Linked DNA regions of Mus musculus: region 2 is linked to region 1. A link is a contact called in public ChIA-PET data. All regions are on one chromosome and are shown on one strand. Each heading gives the region's core, a stretch centred on a gene start, on an enhancer-like site or on the middle of the called end of the contact. The rest is flanking DNA. Distances are from core to core; before and after follow the strand shown.

Evidence for each region. ChIA-PET counts read pairs in DNA pulled down with a chosen protein or histone mark.
Region 2: an RNA polymerase II ChIA-PET map of memory CD8 T cells shows a contact between it and region 1, with 10 read pairs. The contact joins the promoter of Dapl1 here to the enhancer-like site in region 1. A contact is called at or near these places in 6 of 39 promoter capture datasets (3T3-L1-derived adipocytes, the SN4741 cell line, embryonic stem cells and 3 more), 2 of 115 datasets of contacts at active chromatin or transcription factors (memory CD8 T cells and regulatory T cell precursor) and 1 of 9 other capture datasets (liver).

What each region holds. Positions count from the first base shown.
Region 1 is chr2:58,841,611-58,847,969 of GRCm38.p6, reverse strand. The region is part of intron 12 of Ccdc148 (coiled-coil domain containing 148); the gene reads left to right. Among named protein-coding and RNA genes, the nearest start is that of Upp2, 90 kb to the right of the region's middle. Within about 2 kb of position 3,224, at least 24 of the 459 cell types and tissues checked have an H3K27ac peak or open chromatin away from gene starts, as enhancers often do. A contact at or near this core is called in memory CD8 T cells and regulatory T cell precursor, where this site is marked.
Region 2 is chr2:59,483,287-59,489,245 of GRCm38.p6, reverse strand. Dapl1 (death associated protein-like 1) reads right to left here and starts at 4,593. Exons shown (of 4, transcript NM_029723.3): 1 at 4,480-4,593. The coding sequence starts at 4,537.

The sequences.
Region 1 (6,359 bases), core at 1,975-4,474:
GCCTTCATGAATATTCTTGTTTTAAATAAAAGGGTACATTATTTATTTTCTTGAGATGGCTGGTCATATTTTATGCACAGCCAAAAAGCAAGCAGATAGTAAAGAGAAAGGAGGACTAGGCTATCAAACCTCAAGATGCCCTGTGATGCTTTGAATGAGAATGGCCCTATAGACTTATGTGTTTGAATGCTCAGCCTATAAGGAGTGGCACTAGTAGGAGGTGTGGTCTTGTTGGAGTGGGTGTGGCCTTGCTGGAGGAAGTGTGTCACTGTGGGGGCAGGCTTAGAGATTCACTTTCTGCTGCCTGCTTATCTGGGTGTAGAACTATTGGCTCCCCCCCCCCCCCCATGTACAGCACCGTGCTTTCTGCCATGATGATAATGGACTAAGCCTCTGAAACTGTAAGCCAGCTCCAATTAAATGTTGTCCTTTGTAAGAGTTGCCATGGTTATCATCTTTCTTCACAGCAATACAACCCTAACTAAGACAACCCCTCTACCAGACCCTCCTTAACAAAGCTCTCCATCTAAACGGTCCACAGCCTTCCCAAGCAGTACCATTTGCTGGGGACAAAATGTTCAAACACCTGAGCCTGTAAGAGAACATATCACATTCAGACCACAACACATAGAGCTTGACAGATGTGAATTGTGGCATCTGAAAGAGGACAATTAATATTGTAATGCAGGGCCAGCAAGATGGCTCAGTGGGTAATAATGCTTGCCACGCAAGTCTGGCAACCCAAGTTCAAGCCATAGAATCCATATAAAGGTAGAAGGGTGAAAACCAACCTCACAAAGCTGTCCTCTGGTCTCCACATGTACACTGTGGCCTGCGTATCCAAACACAAATAATAATAAGACATAAACATTTTCTGAAAGGAAGATTATACTGAAGAGTCTGGTGGAGAGCCTAAGATTGGCTTTTCACACCAACCACAAGGCTGGCTTCATCTCTAAGAATTAGAATCATAGCCATTAACTTAGCTCAGTTCCGGACAATGGGATTGATTGCCTAGCAACTTAGGTTAGAGGAAAAACCTCCCTTTAAGGAACAACAGAGATACCTCTTGTCAGCTTAGTGTAGAGCCAGTAGACCTCACTGTTGACAGGGGTCATGTTTAGGCCCCATGGGAAGCCAGGTCTGTTGTCTGGTCCTGTAGTCTTTGGAAGAAGAGATGACTTTCTTCTCTAAGAAACCTTCTAAGTTGTTGCTCTACTATGTGAAGAATATGGACAAGAGACACAGTGTGTTTGTTGGTCAGCTACATCAAAATAGGCCGATATTTGGCTGTTTGCTAAAATTAAATTTTGATAGTGTTAGCAGTCATGTTCATTCCAGCAAGCTGAATGAGAAAGCCTCCTCTACTTCTTTCCATGTCTCCTTCCCCCTGTTTACTCCTCACTTAGGGATTTCATTAAAATTCTGACATAGCATTAAAATTTACAAATTGTCAGTTCTTGGAAGGCAGTTTCATTATAATCCTCTGGTCTATTGGCCTCCTCCAGCTTCTCCGTTTCCTTTGAGAGGCATCCTAAGAGACTCTTCTTGGAGGGTGGGTGAGGCCAAATCCCACTTTGTAATTTAGGAAAGGACATCACAGGGGTTTGCTCATACCCAATCAAGCTCAATGACAGGGTCACCTTAACCAGATGACCAGATAACTAGGGACACTGCCTTCTGGGGGTGTCCATTGTTAAAAGCAAAAGGGACCATTTATCCCAGGGCTTTGTCTAGAAGTCTGAATCCTCAGACAGAGGAAAGGCTGTTCAGGGAGGCACAGTGGAGGAGGAGCCACTGAAAAAACTGGCTGCCAGGCTAGCTGGAATAAGAGTAAGCCAGCTCTGAGGGCCACAAGGAAAAGTGCCCTAGAAAAGTCACAACCAACAATTAGTACTCTTCACTGTTGTTTTCTAGAATATGTCAAATGGCTAAAGAAAATGGTTTATATGTGTGTCTGTGTGTCTGTGTGTGTGTGTGTGTGTGTGTGCGTGCTTGTGTGTGGGTGAGTGTGAGCGTGCACACATTCACTTGTGGAGGCTTGAGGTCAACCTCAGATGTTACTCCTTGGGTGACAACCACAGGAGTCTCTGTGTTTGGTTTGCATGTAAGTATTCAGGTGTGTGTTCATGTTTGTGTGATGTTATTTATATTAGGTTTCTTCTTTTTGTTATTTATTTATTACGTATTTTCCTCAATTACATTTCCAATGCTATCCCAAAAGTCCCCCATACCCCCCCCCCCACTTCCCTACCCACCCATTCCCATTTTTTTTGGCCCTGGCATTCCCCTGTACTGGGGCATATAAAGTTTGCGTGTCCAATGGGCCTCTCTTTCCAGTGATGGCCGACTAGGCCATCTTTTGATACATATGTAGCTAGAGTCAAGAGCTCCGGTATACCGGTTAGTTCATAATGTTGTTCCATCTATAGGGTTGCAGGTCCCTTTAGCTCCTTGGGTACTTTCTCTAGCTCCTCCATTGGGAGCCCCGTGATCCATCCAATAGCTGACTGTGAGCATCCACTTCTGTGTTTGCTAGGCCCTGGCATAGTCTCTCAGGAGACAGCTATATCTGGGTCCTTTCAGCAAAATCTTGCTAGTGTATACAATGGTGTCAGCATTTGGAAGTTGATTTTAGGTTTCTTCTTTTATTTCTCTCTTATTTTTGGAGACAACGTCTCTCACTGAATCCAGAGGTCACCAATTACTCTAGACCCAGCAAGGATCCTCCTGTCCCTCCCACACACATCCTAGCACTAGGATTATGGGTGCAAATGCATGCCGCCATGATGCTCAGCTTTTTTTTTTTTTTTTTTTTTTTTTTTTTTGCATGAGTTCAAGGAAATCAAAACCCAGAGCCTCTTGTTCGCAAAGCAACCACTTTACCAAATCAGCTATCTTCCCAACCACCCCAAAGTCTGACAGTAAACATTTTATAATATTCTTACAATAGAAATTTTAAAAGGCTGCTTTTACAAAAAGAAAAAAGAAAAAAAAACAGAGAGAAACAAAAAAGAGGAAATCAGACATCAGCCTTCCCGGGAGGTGTTTATGAAAGTAAATTTTTATGCTTCTTTTTTGGCCTCAGATGTTAAAGCTGTTTGTTGAGCCTCTTCGCTGATCATTTCCCAGGCTGAAAGAAAACCAAGGTTGACTGCATTGCCGTGGGCAGCTGAATCACTCTAAAAAATCTCTAGTCCTTTTGATGTTTGCCGCCTGCAAAAGTTCTGAGAGTCGTGGGGAGGAAGAAAGGAAATGGAAAGAGGGTTTTAAAGCAGTGTTGAGAAGTCGGGCTTTAAGACTCTTGTTTACTTAAATCGCTTGCTGGAGGGAAAGGGCAGGAATGCACCTGCCAGCAGCTGAGAATCCAGCTTCTGCCTCTGCCTCCGAGTGCATCTGCGTCGTCTACCTGGGGAGAAGGTGCCCACTACAGCCCATTAAGTTAAAGGAAATAAACCCTGGCTGGGGACGGGAATTTTATAGCATACTGGCATATCTTATTAGCCTGGTTTGTGTAAGCTCTGTACTTTAAAGGGCATATCTTTTGTGTATATTTTTCCTTACACCACTATTAATCGCCTTAAAGAATTTTTAAAAACTCAAGTGCATATCAATCATGAAGCTAAACTAAGTCTACCTACAACCCATTCATGAGTTCAAGGCACTGTACCAATTTCCTCATGGTATCAGGGCAGATGTCTTTCCTTGGTCACACGTGGCAAGTGCCAGCCCCTGGGTGGGCTTTTAGACAGATGCTCTGCTACAGTAGCATGCTTGTGGCTGCGACCAAACAGCTTTCACGAAAAAACTTCAGGGAAGAAGGATTTATCTGGGTTACAGCTCAGGGCGGTTTGGTTGCTCATACAGGATAGGCAGAGTAGCAGTGTTGGCTCTTGATTGTGGCAGTGGGAGAGCGAGGCTGCTTGTTCACATCTGAGTGAGTCGGGAAGCGGAGAGAAGGGAATCCTAGCCCTTAGTTCATTCTCCCCTTTGTCCCATGGTATTCAGCCAGGGACTCCAGTCACTGGGATTATGTCACCCCTAATTTGGAAGGATTCTTCCTCCTCAGTTAATCTTCTCGAGAAATATGTTCACATGCATACCCAGAGGCACACCTCGCTAGTACCACAGTCATTTCATAATTTAGTTGAGTTGGGGACTCCAAAAAAAAAAAAAAAAAAAAAAAGTAACCATCCCTCAGGGGTTTTTATGTGCGTTACAGAAAGACAATTGTTGTATATTGGTATACATCGGGATTTCACATGCAAGTATGCAGTAAGTGGATTTCTGTTGCTAGTGAGGTATAGGGACCTGCCTGGGTGGTCTCTTGGCTTTCAGTTCATAATAGGAAAAAATGGTAGTGTCATGGACCCACCCTACTCCTCTCTAGTCCCAGATTTAGTAAATCTGGCAGGTCTGACTTTTAACTTTTCTCATCGTTCACAGAAATCAGATGTGAGGTTTGTTCTCCTTTATTCCCTCATTCTTCCAACTCTTTGTTTTTTGTTTGTTTGTTTGTTTGTTTGTTTGTTTGTTTTGAGGCAGGGTTTCTCTGTATAGCTCTGGCTGTCCTGGAACTCACTCTGTGGACCAGGCTGGCCTTGAGCTCAGAAATCCACCTGCCTCTGACTCCCAAGTGCTGGGATTAAAGGCGTGCACCACCACTGCCTGGCTCTTCCAACTCTTTGAATGGTTAAATATCTCACAAAACCATTCTAGTTTTATAGGTATAATGAGGGGTATATGTTTAATACGATGATAATTTTTTTATCAGTTCCTGTTTGCTGGGGTAGTTGGTGGGATTGCTTTCTATCTTATTCACCATTCATTCTGCCTCTCGTTCAGGGTGTTTATCTTTTATGTCTTACGGACTTTGCTAGCTGCAGGAGGCACTGAGTCACAGCTACTGTATGAAGGAAATGTAATATAGTAATGGAGAAAGACATATAAAACTACAGTGTGTTCCAAAAAGTGGATACATGTCTGTGCCTGTTAGCTTGCTAGAGAACTCCTGCTTGTTTATAAAAGGCAAGTAACAGTCCCTAAACTGGATTCTATTGACAACTTTTCTGTTAACAAATAAATTTGGACAATGAGCTCATTAAAACTTCCTTTTGAACATTTCTTGTATCTGCCACCAAAGTACTGCAAATATGAGCAACTTCTCTATGAAGATACCTTTTATACTTCATGTTAGGTTTCCCAAAACTGACTTGGACACGTATATCACAATCCACATGTTATTATCCTGTGGGATAGTTACACTCCGTGAGTCATACATATGGGAAATGAGCCAGTAGGTGTCACACCCTTGCGACAAAGGGGACCAGGTGGTGTGGACTCTGTCATGGAAAAGCCACAGCACCCTGAAAGCTCAGCACGTTTGTTATATACAGGTAGACAGGGATGTGGGATTGTTGTATACAGCTGAGCAAGGAGATTGGGTTACTAATAGACACAAACAAGGAAACAGGGCTATTATATTTGACTGAACTAGCAGGCAGGTTTATCTGCTCTCAATAAAAGCAATCCGGGATAGAAAGCTATGGCAGATGTTTTCAGCACACACACTCTCAACATGGGCACACAGACCGGGGAAAAGCGATCAGCCCTCCCAGCTTCACTGAGAGGAGGGGAGGTCTTGCCATGGGGCTGAGACATTGGAGTCCTTGACACAGCCATGCCCACATGAAACGATACACATTTCCTTAGGATTTCACTTACTAAAAGGTACCACCTCACAGAGCTAGTATGCTAGTCTGTTATAGACACTTTCCTACAGTCTCTTTTTTCATAAGATGAAATGTTTATTAGTCAGGATTCCCTCAGAATCTGACAGAGGCTGACATAAACTAGCTTAGGTAGAAAGCATGGGTGCCCAGGATTGGGTTTTGTTTCAGAGAGTCAACATGTGCTTTGGGTCCTTCCTGCCTTCCCCCTCCTTTTCCAGCATCTTATTGTTCATGGATATGTGTTCATTGTTCCTCCACAGGGATGCACTGGACTCTAGGAGGGAGAGGAGGCCTGTTTACAAGCAGCTCCAGGTGCAGATCTTTCTAGCATAGTGACCTCAGAGAGAAAATTTTTCTTTTTCAGTATCCATAATAGAAGTTGCAGAGAAAGATTCTCATTGTCTCAGCAGAAGTCACATGCTCACTCAGAGCCAACCACACAGTGGCCATCTCTGTGGAAGTAGTATGCAGCAGGCAGCTGGAACAGTGTGAGAGCTCACATCTTGAACCACAAACAGGAGGTAGAAAATACACTGACAATAGCACAGGTCTTTTGAAACCCCAAAGCCTATCCCCTCCAACCAAGTCCTAGCTCCTAATCCTTCCCAAACAGTTCTACCAACTGGG
Region 2 (5,959 bases), core at 3,344-5,843, 640 kb before region 1:
CTTAGAGGAAATGGAGCAAACAGCCATCATCGTCACCGTGAGATTCTTACTGTGACCCTAAACCTTCTAATCTACTGTGAAAAGAAAGTCCATTACTTGTCTCACTTTGGAAAGAACATAACAACTTCACAGACAGACAAACAGCAAAGGGTACCCTAGAAACCCACACTGCAGGGGTTCTTCGTGTTAAAGAATAAAACAGGAATCTTTAGGGAAGACACTTTGATTTGTGGCAAGACACACAAGCTATCCCCAGTCTGTGGGTGGATATATTGATTTATCGAGGGAGGTTCTCACAAGCATGTGGTGAATGAACCAGTTGGAACCAGTTTGTGGGAGGGTCATCTTCAAGGCTTCTCTGGGAACACTGGTCTCCCTGGTCTCCCAGGATCTAGATAAATCACCACCATAGCCCACGACAATCACACCCTGGCCCATTTTGTTGAACCCACCTATGGCTGGAAGGTCTTTCCCAAGAAGCCACTGTGTCTAAATCAGCCCTTTTAAACTTAGATGCACCTCCACCCAACTCTAGCTTCCTATTCAAGGTATAGTTTCTTTAGAATCTTTGTGTAAAACCAACTGCAATTCAACGAAGTAAAACATGAGTGGGCTTACTATTTTAAAGAACCATATGTACAAACTTGAACACAAACACAGTAAGATGTTTAGGACGTTTGGTGAGAAGAATGAATTAGCATCTACAAGAGAAGATGCTAATAAGAAGATGTTCTTTTGGGTTGTCTCATTAGGAATCCAAAGTTGGTGCAGGAGGATTGGAACTTTCCCTTTCTGCCTCTGGGGTAGAGCTGAGCTCTTGTGGTAGATTTTGTGGTTTGTAATTTTTCAAAGATAGATCTTGTAGTTTCAAATTCTACATAATTTCCTGTTAAGATTTTTTTTTTTCAGTATTTGGTAGAGAGCAGTCAAGACAAAAATCTTCCTGTAAGAAAAATGAGCCCTTTCCTCCTCTCGACCATGGAGGATGTAATCTAAGAAAGCAAGAAAACACAAAGTTTGTGCACACTCTGCCTTATAGCTGGAAACTTATTTGAAAATCTCACTAGAAGGCAAAAGCTTATAGAAGGCTCAACTCCCAAGTTGCCTTCTCAGAGAATTTTTGGTTGCCAATCAAGAGCCCTGAAAAATTCTCAGGGAAAGAGGATTTTTAGAGCAAGGAAGTTTTGTCTCAAAGCCAGTTTTATTTTTCCAGTCTCGGGGCTGGGTGGCTTCAGGGCAGTCTCTTGGCCTCTCTGAGTTCCAGTTTGCTCCTTTGTGGCGCTTCTCTGTAGAACACCGTCTATCTGAAGGGCTGCTGCCATATCTAGAAATTCCTATGCTGTGTGTGCAGCGCACGGGTGACCGAATGGCAGCTGCCCGTGGGTTCACCAGGCTCTTCCTTCCGTATTTTGGGCAGAGGATCTCACACGCTTCTCTTCTAACTCCCTTCCTCTCCCCAATCCGTCCTCCCTACTCTAACTCCCTTCCTCTCCTAATCCGTCCTCCCTACTCTGCATGAGTTAACCAGTTGGACTGATGAAAGTCAAGACGTCCTTCTGTTTAGTTTTCATGTCTTTTTAAAATTAAAATTTTGGGGGGGGGTGGAGGGAAAGGACCTCACTATTTAGTCCCAGCTGGCCTGGGATTCTCTCTGTAGACCAGGCTGTTCTTGAATGTACAGAAATCTGCCTGCGCCTGCCCTCTGCGATCTGAAATTAAAGGCATGCACCACTGTGCCATGGCTTATTTTTATTGTTTTAATAGAATATCTTTTATGTATTATTTGACAGTTGTATATAGTGGATCTCCCCCACCCCCTACTTATTATAGCCTTTTTATGAGTACATGATATTATGTTGTGTTTCTTACCTGTCTCCTTCCCTCACTGCACGACCCCATCCTCCTGGCCCTCCATTTTGTTTTAAGTGACACATGTCCGTAGGCAGTTATGGTCACCTACGGAGTTCTTCATGATACCCCTTCCCCATAACCTTTCCTCTTTCCCAAAGGAGCCAGAAAACACCTCTTGTGGTTCACAGCTGAATCTCTGTATACAGCTCTCCTGCTTTGGGGTAAAATCAGTTTAAAAAGGGCAGGACTGGAGATGAGCTTCCGAGCAACTGCTAATCTTCCTGTTCGCCACACATCTGGCTTGCCTGGACTACCTTCCACTCACAAAAATTTGCTATTGATGTTCGTGTAATGTTTAGTTCATCTAAAACTAAAAAGACTGGCATTGGTGGCAAACCCCTAAAGGTAAATGGATCTCTGAGTTCGAAGCCCGCCTGGTCTACAGAGTGAGTTCCAAGACAGCCAAGACAAAGAGAAACCCTGTTTCGGAAAACCAACCCTTACCCAAACAAACAAACAAACAAACAAACAAACATCCTAAGAGAAAGGTAAATCAAAAAAGCAGGAGATCCAGGCTACTTTTGATGAATGAACACTGTCTTGTTTCAGGACACGGATGCAAAATCAAGGATAGCAATGGTGTGATGTATTACATTAGTACGCATAAAGGGAGTGCCCCCCACCCCATGCATAGGTGGGGGAGTTCCAGCTGGCTGACTTCTGAGAGGTGTCACTCATAACTAAGCTGCAAGCACTCATGCCTTCCAACTGAGGTTGTTTCCTGTCTGGACCCTTGCAGCAGGTGCCAGTGAGCCTCCCACATCTGAGTCCAGAAGGATCATTCTGCCGACTCCAGTGGGCCTTACAGGCCTGTGTTTTAAAGGGGTCACCATTCAAGTGTCAGGTACTTTATATTATCAATTTCATCCTCACAATAGCCTTACCAGATTGATGTCATTTAGTATCCCCTTTCAGAGGTAAGAAAACGGAGGCTCAGAGAGAGAGAGATAGATTAAAAGTGAAGTTTAAGCACCCTCTTGGAGGCAAGGGGGAGGAGGAATGGGGTGAGGAAATGTGGGAGGAGGACCAGGAGAGGTGGGGGAGGGGCAATGGCTGGCTGGAATGTAAACAAATAAAATAAATTTTTAAAATGTTAAAAAAAAAAAGGTGAAGTTCAAACTCGACCTTGTCCGGTTCTGACGGCCACGCCTCCCCCTTCCCGCCATATGGCGTTAGCTTCCTGCTGTCAGACATCTGTATTTTGCTTCTAAATATCAGGTGAAGACTTAATAGAATTTTTGGCATCTTATTAGTTTTGTTCCATAAATAAAACTTTGCATCATTGAAAACTGGTTCAGACTTTAAATTAAAAAAAAAAAAAAGGTGATGGTGGTTGGGGGAAGACGAGCTGAAGGATGAAACCTCTTTGTTCTCTGGAGCTCAGTGGGAGAGCAAGCCTGCCTTCATCTCCATCCCAATTATCCCAAAGCCCTTATCTGCAGTGTCACAGTTCATAACAATTCATTGTCATGCCAGAGGCACTGTGACATGCTTGATAGAGTCATGGTGCGCTCTGTACACAGAGCAATTAGCAATCATTAGTGACAGGGACAGGAAGTTCCCCGGTGGTATCATTCAAACTCTCATTTAAGTTTAACTTTGTGCATGAATGTACTGTAGCAAATCGGATTTTTTAGTTGGATGGGAGTGGAGGCAGCAGAAGAGAGTGGTGGCATTTCTTTTTATCCATGCAATATATGAGTTCCTCTTCCAACAACGTGCCCGTTCGCTCCCAGACTCGTTTGCATCAAAACCTTTAAAATTTTAACATTAAAAACTGCTGAATCCAACTACAAGTGTGGAATGTCCGTAGACTGGCAAAGCAGACCGGCCATGGTGTGTAGAACGAGCCGGAAGACTCTGATTCTACTGGGCTGCCTTCTAGAAAGCTCTGGGTCTGTATCAGATCCTTGCCCTTTGCAAAGCCTGTGCCTGTCCTACCTGCCAGCAGCTAAGAGGCCTCCGCCTCCTCTTAGACCTGACAAAGAATTATACAAATAACTGGATTTGTAAATGGAGACAGGCAAGGACAAAGCAGCCAGGCTTTTGAGATGCCAGGGGAGAGGGATAGCAGTTGGAAGAATGTAAAACTGACTAAAAGTAGGCCTGTTCATGCTAGTCAAGCTATGTAAACATAGGCTTAGTTGCAGGAGAACCACTTTCTAGAGTCCACAGAGTTGACGTCAATAGCATGGATTTAAAAAAAAAAAAAAGGAAGGCTCTCTAGTTGTTAGAGCCCCTGCAGACAATGGGTGCTTATTAAAACCTGCTCCTCAGTTTATGGGTTGAGAGCATTGCCCAAGCCCAAAGACTCAAGAAGCAGAAACGGGGTACTGCTGTTCTCTTCATGGAAGTCAGTATGAGGTCAGCTAACCATGGGCATCTTGGAGAAAGGTAGGGCTCCCCAAGGTGGTAACCCCTAGGTGAGGGGTCACAACTAATCTACAACCATGGAGGAGCTCGGGCTGCTGGAAGTTAAAGCAACACTACTTCTGGGAGGATGGATGCCTCTCAGATGGAGTGTGGAAGCCTTTTTCGGTGGGAGCGAGGTCAGGTGGGGGAACCTACCTGCTGGGGCATACCGCCCTTTCAGCGGGGACGGCAGAACTTGTACTTCGTTTGCCATAGTGCCTGTGTGCCAGTGCCTTGCCGATGCTCTGAGGCTGAGTGCCAGTTGTAACTGGCTCATCTCACCTCACTAAGGCTTTATAGCTTCAGGGGGCGGGGCCCCTTGAGGGCATTGCTGAGCAACAACCAGGCTCATCATTAAGCTGCCCTGGAACCTGAGTCTCTTTGGCAAGCCTTCTCTTCTTTCGTTAGCCTGGGAAAGCCAGGTAGATGTTTACAGGACAGAGTGAGGTCTGAGGAGAGTGTAGAGAAGATCCAGTCTGGATGAATTCTTTCTTAACGTCAACGATTCTTCTCTCTGGTAAGAGCAGTGTTCCAGTGTGAGGTCCTTGTCACGTCCAGGGGTGTCACAATGGACAAGACAGAGTCTTTGCTTTAAGACATCTATAGTCTTTCTAAGAGACAATACAAGTGAGCACCTTTCCTTTCTAAGGGCTTCCCAGTGTTGAGCACTCATGCTAAGAAAAGAATTGCAGGTGTGGACAGAGACTTCTGTGCAAGTATAGTAATTATGTATTTCTTTTCTTTCTTATATTGTTTTATTTGTTTTAAAACAGGGCTCTTAAGAACTGAGCCACCTTTCCAGTCCTTTTGACTTCATTTCGAGACAGGGTCCTGTTAAGTTTCTCAAGCCAGCCCCAAACTTAGTCTTTTTGTCTCCACCTCCTCAGAGTTAGAATTATATGTACCTGTCATCACATCTACTATAAATATTCACCAAGCAGAGGCTTAGCTAAATTAAGATGTGATCAAGAGAATGCTGTGTAGTGCATATTCCAAATCATGTTTCAACTAATACTCATTGATGCAGAAATATCGGTGGTAATATAGTGAAATGGTAACCAATAGATGCAACTTTTTGCTAAGAACGTATGAGTTAAAGCATATTGCTGTACCTCCAGGGCCAACATTTAGCAGACAGTACTTGGACAAACTGTTCTTCCATCAAAAACTGCCCTTCGACTAGGCGTGACAGTATATGCCTTTAATCCCAGCACTTGGGAGGCAGAGGCAGGTGGATCTCTGTGAGTTCGAGGCCAGTCTGGCCTATGTAGAGAGACCCTGTCTCAAAAACAAACAAAACAAAACAAACAAACAAAACCCCTAAATGTTAATGATGATGTTAGAGCAATAGGAGCTTTTATACATGGTTATGAGAATACAAAAAAAGTAAAATGTTAGAAGTCAATTCAACATACTTAGCACATATTGTGCAACCAATAATCAAATTGCAGGGAATTCTAAGAGAAATAAAAACTTTTATACACAGAACCCTGTGTACAGATGTCTAGAGTACTTCTCTTCAAGAGTGAAAGAAGTTAAACACAACCCCAGAGCCCATTAAATGCAGAGTAGACAAACAGCTTGTGTTACATGCACACAACAACATACAACTCAGGAGTAGGAATGCTCTGTACAG